Regions from separate parts of the Mus musculus genome. Here region 2 is linked to region 1. The links are chromatin contacts, called in public HiCAR-type maps. All regions are on one chromosome and are shown on one strand. The core of a region is the stretch at or near the end of the contact, and the rest is flanking DNA. Distances in the headings are between cores, read along the strand shown. Region 1 overlaps Gm42225 (a long non-coding RNA gene). Region 2 overlaps 5031425E22Rik (RIKEN cDNA 5031425E22 gene).

Region 1 (2,700 bases), core at 53-2,552:
TGAAGGTGAAGGAAATACAGAATGGGTAGTAGAGGAAGGTAGTTATAAATACCAATTAAGGCCACGTAACCAGTTGCAGAAACGAGGATTATAAAGTAATATGAATGCCCATTGTAAATTTACTAATGCGTTTGCGATTGTACGAGGGATAGTTATATCATGTTAGGCGTATTTACAACCTTGTTATTGTTTCATGTGAACATGAGATATTATTTGTGTCAAGTTGACAAGGGGTGGATTGTAGTGGCTATTCCTGGTTGTCAACTTGACAATATTTGGAATGAACTACAATCCGGAATTGGAAGGCTCACCAGTGACCCTTATCTGGAGGCTTGGAGATCCTTATCTGGATCTTGGTTTGAAGATCTTGAGCCATAGTGGCTATGGATTCCAGAAGATTGAATCTCCGAGTTAAGGAACACACCTTTAATCTGGGCTATGCCTTTCATCTGGGATTAAAGGTGTGGTGGAACACACCTTTAATCTGGGCTACACCTTTTGCTGGAGACAATATAAGGACATTGGAAGAAGGGAGTCTAGCTCTTGCTCTTGCTCCTTCGCCTGCTTGCTGCGTGAGACTGAGTAACTGCTAGATCCTTGGACTTCCATTCACAGCTGCGACTGAACCATTGTTGGGAATTGGGCTGCCGACTGTAAGTCATCAATAAATTCCTTTACTATTTAGAAATTATCCATAAGTTCTGTGACTCTAGAGAACCCTGACTAATACACCACCTGTGTGGACGAGAACCTAGCTCTTCCTTCCTTGGGGAGTAGGATTGTGACTGTGTAACTCAAGTCTCTCTTTTCACGACTTTTACATGTGAGATTGACAGAATGACTGAATACATTGTTCATTCCTTATCTGGGACACTAACTGGTGCTTCCTCCCACCCCCTTTAAAATAAAAAACAAAAGACAGAAGTCTGCAAAAAGTCTCATGACTAAGCAAGTTAAAAGGATTCTAAGGAACGCCTCTCTAAGCTCTGCTTAAGTTCACTTATCAGTTATTTCTTGAGAGCAGAAGAGTGCAGCTATTTTATTGATCTTAGATGGCTGATTAAGTCTTCTTTCTGACAGATATAAGTAAAATTAATTTTTTAAAAATTCAATTATATTTGCTTATTTCGCGCGCGCGCGTGTGTGTGTGTGTGTGTGTGTGTGTGTGTCTTTGTGTATACACAAGCTTTTGGAGGACACACTTAGTCAGCAGACAGTTTGTAGGCATTGTTCTCCTCCACCAAGTGGTTTTTAGCATGGGAGGAAGGGTTGTCAGTCCTTTACCTGCTGAGCCCTCCTGCTGGCCTCATAAGAAGGTAAATTCTTACATGACAACAGCCAAATGGGTGGAGGTTTCTGAGGGCTCCACACTCTGCCAGTCAATCCAACACCAAGGACAGATTTGAAATGAAGACCAAAAAAACACATAGTAAGTAGAAAGCTATTTAGAAGGCAGAATTGAAAGGTTCATTTAAAGAGGAGACAAGAATGATGATGTTCAAGATTCTGAGAGGAGCCGGTGACCATCACTGAATGAGGGGATGCAAACAAACAAACAAACACTTCGGAGAGGACAGAGATGGAAGAGTTCAATTTCTAGCAGGCAGAATTGTAGGGACCTGGAAAGCTTCCAAATGGTAGTGCTGCCTTGGCTAAATGGGTCTAGAGCTTAGGGAAAGCCATTTAAGTTAAACACTCAGATTTGAGTCATTAACATTTAGGTGGTTGTTAAATTCACATAGGCCAACTCATGAAGGGGAATGAATTCACAGGGAAGTTAGAAGGTTAGTTTGGGAACCAATATGACATTTAGCTGAACCCAGGACATCTGCTTTGAACCAGGGAGTACGGGATGCAGTGAGTGGTCACAAGTCAGTAATGCTGCCTGGCTGGCTCCAGTTACTCTGTAAAGATTGTCCCACAGGTAAAAGTGTTTGCTGCAGAAGCCTCATGACCCAAATCTGATCCCCAGCACCCACACACCATGAGCACACATACAAGAATAAAGTGTCATAAAAATTAAAACCATCTGAGAATGACTCAATAGATTACTCTCAACCAGTTACAGAGCCTGCCACTGCATAAATCACATTGTGTAAATCGTCAGACTGGCCAGTGTGGATGAGCAGGCACATCCTCCTAGTTCTCAGGCTAGGGATTTTCAGCTTGAGGCTATGCCATCTGCAGCATCTTGTCAAGAAGTAAATTCCCCAATCAAGCAGAGGGACTGTTGAGTTTCTGAACCTGGGCAGAATTCCTTGGACATTTCTAGGCGGCCACAGCTGTAGCAAGGAGAAAGAAAGCACAGAAAGAATGAGAGAAGTGTCTGGGCAAGTGTTGCTGGGCTGGAGAAGTAAGTGAGAAAGACAAAGGGTAGTTTTCAGAAAATCTGCAACCTTGTGGAAGGCCAGTAATGAGGAAGAAAGCCATGAGAAAGACCTTCACAACAGAGGTTAGATTGAGAACTTCTGTCCCCTTTAGGATGAGGGCACATTGTTCTGGCCTTCCAAGGAATTGCCCCCTTGTCCAGGAAGATGACAGTAACCCACTCAGATGTTGTACTGTCTTGCAAACTAGTGCCAGCAGGCAGCCTGAGGACCCCCACCTTGCTCCAGCCTGTTTAGACTAGAGAAGGACAAGGGTGGGGGCTTGGTTGCCTGCCAGCCTCATCCTGCATCCCTAAAATGCTGCTGCTTTCTT
Region 2 (2,716 bases), core at 10-2,509, 830 kb after region 1:
TTTCTGTTGGTAGTTGTCCTGGTTAGTTCTCATTGGTTACTTGATGCAACCTCAAGTGGCCTGGAAAGAGGGAACCTCAATTTCAGAACTGCCTCAATCAGATTGGCCTGTGGCCATGACTGTGAGAGATTGCCTTGGTTGATGATGAATGTGAGAGGGCCTTGCCCACTGTGGGTGGCACCGTCCCTAGGCTGATAGGCCTGGGTTGTGTACAAAAGCAGGGTGAGCATGAGCCAGTGTCCCCAGGTTTCCCTGTCTCGAGTCCCTGCCCTAACTTCCCTCAAGGATAGAAGTGACCTAGAAGTGTAATAAGCAAAATTAACCCATCCTCCAAGCTGCTTTTGTTCAGTGCTGTTACAACAAGAGGGAAGTACCTAAGACAATAGTGAAGCCAATCCAACTGTATGAGGCAGAGATCACAAATGCTTTTCTAATGGAGAGTATGTATATAAAGCTCTTCCAAGGCCTGCTGGGAAGCGGCATGGCTAAGATTTGTCGCGCCTTGAGGGAAGCACCCCTCAACTGTGCAGCATATGGTAACATGGCAGAAGCAACATGAGCAGGGAGAGCCCTTGGCCTGGAGGTTAGGAACAAGTCCCGGCCGTGCTTCTGTGTGGGTGAGCTTGAGCAATTCACCTGAGTTTCACTTTGCATTGTAGTCGTAATTAAAGGAATTTAAGTACATCAAGTACCCAAAACAGTTCTTGACAAAGCTCTTAATTAGCATTAATTACTGCCATCATCAACATTTTCACAGCGCCGGCCCTGGGAAGAGGGTGGATCCCGAATCAGGTGATAGATCACTGCAAGGAGACTCACCCAGCAGGACAGACTGGCTTGGCAAAATATCTGGTTTGGACAATTATAGGATCCTCACAGAGACCAAACTAAGCAGCAGGAGTAGTTGTGGTAGTCTGGGTGTTACACTGACACTTTAAAGAAGTCCTGGGGCAACTGACTTATTCCAAAGAGTCCCAGACAGGGGGCTGCTGGAAGACAGATGAATAGGAAGACAAGCCTGTAAAAAAAGCAGTACAGGAGAACTTCACTCTAGTCCTGAGGAGACAAACTGAGGCAGGAGATGGTCTGAAGTAGGTCCTCACAGCATGGAAGGTCAGCTAAAAGGGCAGAAAAGCAGCTGTGACAAGGGAGACCTGGCAGGTTCTCAAAGCTCTCCTGTAAACTGGGAGCTAATTACAAGCTTGATGGGGCTGAGCCTAAGTTCTTGCTGGAGCATCCGTGGCCTTCAGTGACTCATTGTGAGCCTCAGTGTGAGCTGTCCTCTGTCAGAGCACAGCTCCTAACAGTATGATCATCTGGTGTTCTGGAGATGCAGTCAGGACACTGCAGTCTGCAGTACACAGGAACACGGGGTGGGGGTGGGGGGTGGGGGGGGTGGGGGTGGGGGGTGGGGGGGGGTGGGGGGGTGGGGGGGGGGAGGGGTTACATTTCTCAACAGTAACAAGGGCCTGGATTTAGAAGAAAAAGACTTTCCTTATCTGCCTGGGATGTATGTGTAGTCTATTCTTGGAAAAGAGAGCTCCTAGGTTTATACCAGCTGTCTCCTTAGTTTTATAACAATTGCTGAAGCTAAACAAAATGGCAAGGTTGAAGTCTGAGAATAAACAAAGCCCCTTGGCGTGCAGAGTTTGTGAAATTTCCCAAATAGTTTACCAAATATGAGAAACTCTGGACTCAATGGGTTTTTGTTTTGTTTTGATTTAATTTAGAAGCAACTCTGAAAGCCTATTAGAAACTGTATTGGTAGCAGCCTGGAAGTTTGAATTTCAAATTTCCTGCCATTTTTCTTTTTCTACTTATTTTAGAGGCATGAACTACTCCTATAGAGGAAAAAAAAAGCTCAAATAGATGGCAATTTTTCTGTACTTCAGAGAGATTTTTCTAATTGCTTCTGAGGTTTGTTTGTTTGTTTGTTTGAAAATCTCTTTAGGCTATCGCTTAAAGTATCTGGTATATATATATATATATATATATATATAGCTTCACAGTCTTGATCTGTGCCTTTTTAAGACCTTTTTGGATCTTTTGGTTTATATTATCTATGAGTCAAGTGCCTATTGAAGCCACCTGACTTAAAGGGCATGCTGTAAGAATTTAGCAACAACTCAACTTTGAAACGAGTTTCCTAAATGAATAGAAATGAGGACATGGCTGTTCACAGTACAGGTGAGGAGAAGACTGTTGTAGACACGAGGGAGAAGACCTCAGCCAGAGGCATCTGGAAGGATCTAACTGAACTAGGCATTGCGAGGAGGGAAAGGGGCAGATCGAGAGAGAAAGAGATGAGAGAGGGCAAGCAGACCAAGAGAGAAGCCAAGACTAAGGAGCGCACGCCTGAACTGGCAGGTTTATAAAGGCAAGAGAAATTGGGAAGGGAAGCAAAGTCCCGCCCCTGGGCTGGACAGGTTTGGGCTAGGGGGCGGGGTGACAAGCGCTGGGAGGAGCAACAGGGACCGAGCGAGACTTGTCCCGGGTTTCTTTGGGATCTGACACTAAAGGAAGCCATTCTATTGATCTTTTACTCCAATAGTTAACAACAGCAATAACCAGTCATTTTATTTCTCTAATATGAAAGGGTGCGAATGACAGATTTGCTTCTGTTAAGTGTTCATTGTCTAAAAACTTCAGAATAATCCACTGTACTCCTGATAATATGACTACATCCGAAATATCTCCCAACTTCCTCCTGCACAAA

Evidence for each region. HiCAR-type assays count read pairs that join an accessible place to other places.
Region 2: a HiCAR-type map of embryonic stem cells shows a contact between it and region 1, with 4 times the contacts expected there. The contact joins two enhancer-like sites. A contact is called at or near these places in 3 of 484 Hi-C or Micro-C datasets (cortical neurons and liver), 3 of 115 datasets of contacts at active chromatin or transcription factors (all in embryonic stem cells) and 1 of 9 other capture datasets (embryonic stem cells).

Annotation. Positions count from the first base shown.
Region 1 is chr5:22,571,784-22,574,483 of GRCm38.p6, forward strand. The region is part of intron 2 of Gm42225 (a long non-coding RNA gene); the gene reads right to left. Among named protein-coding and RNA genes, the nearest start is that of Gm42225, 17 kb to the right of the region's middle. Within about 2 kb of position 1,303, at least 12 of the 459 cell types and tissues checked have an H3K27ac peak or open chromatin away from gene starts, as enhancers often do. A contact at or near this core is called in embryonic stem cells, where this site is marked.
Region 2 is chr5:23,400,947-23,403,662 of GRCm38.p6, forward strand. The region is part of intron 1 of 5031425E22Rik (RIKEN cDNA 5031425E22 gene); the gene reads right to left. Among named protein-coding and RNA genes, the nearest start is that of 5031425E22Rik, 31 kb to the right of the region's middle. Within about 2 kb of position 1,260, at least 68 of the 459 cell types and tissues checked have an H3K27ac peak or open chromatin away from gene starts, as enhancers often do. A contact at or near this core is called in embryonic stem cells, where this site is marked.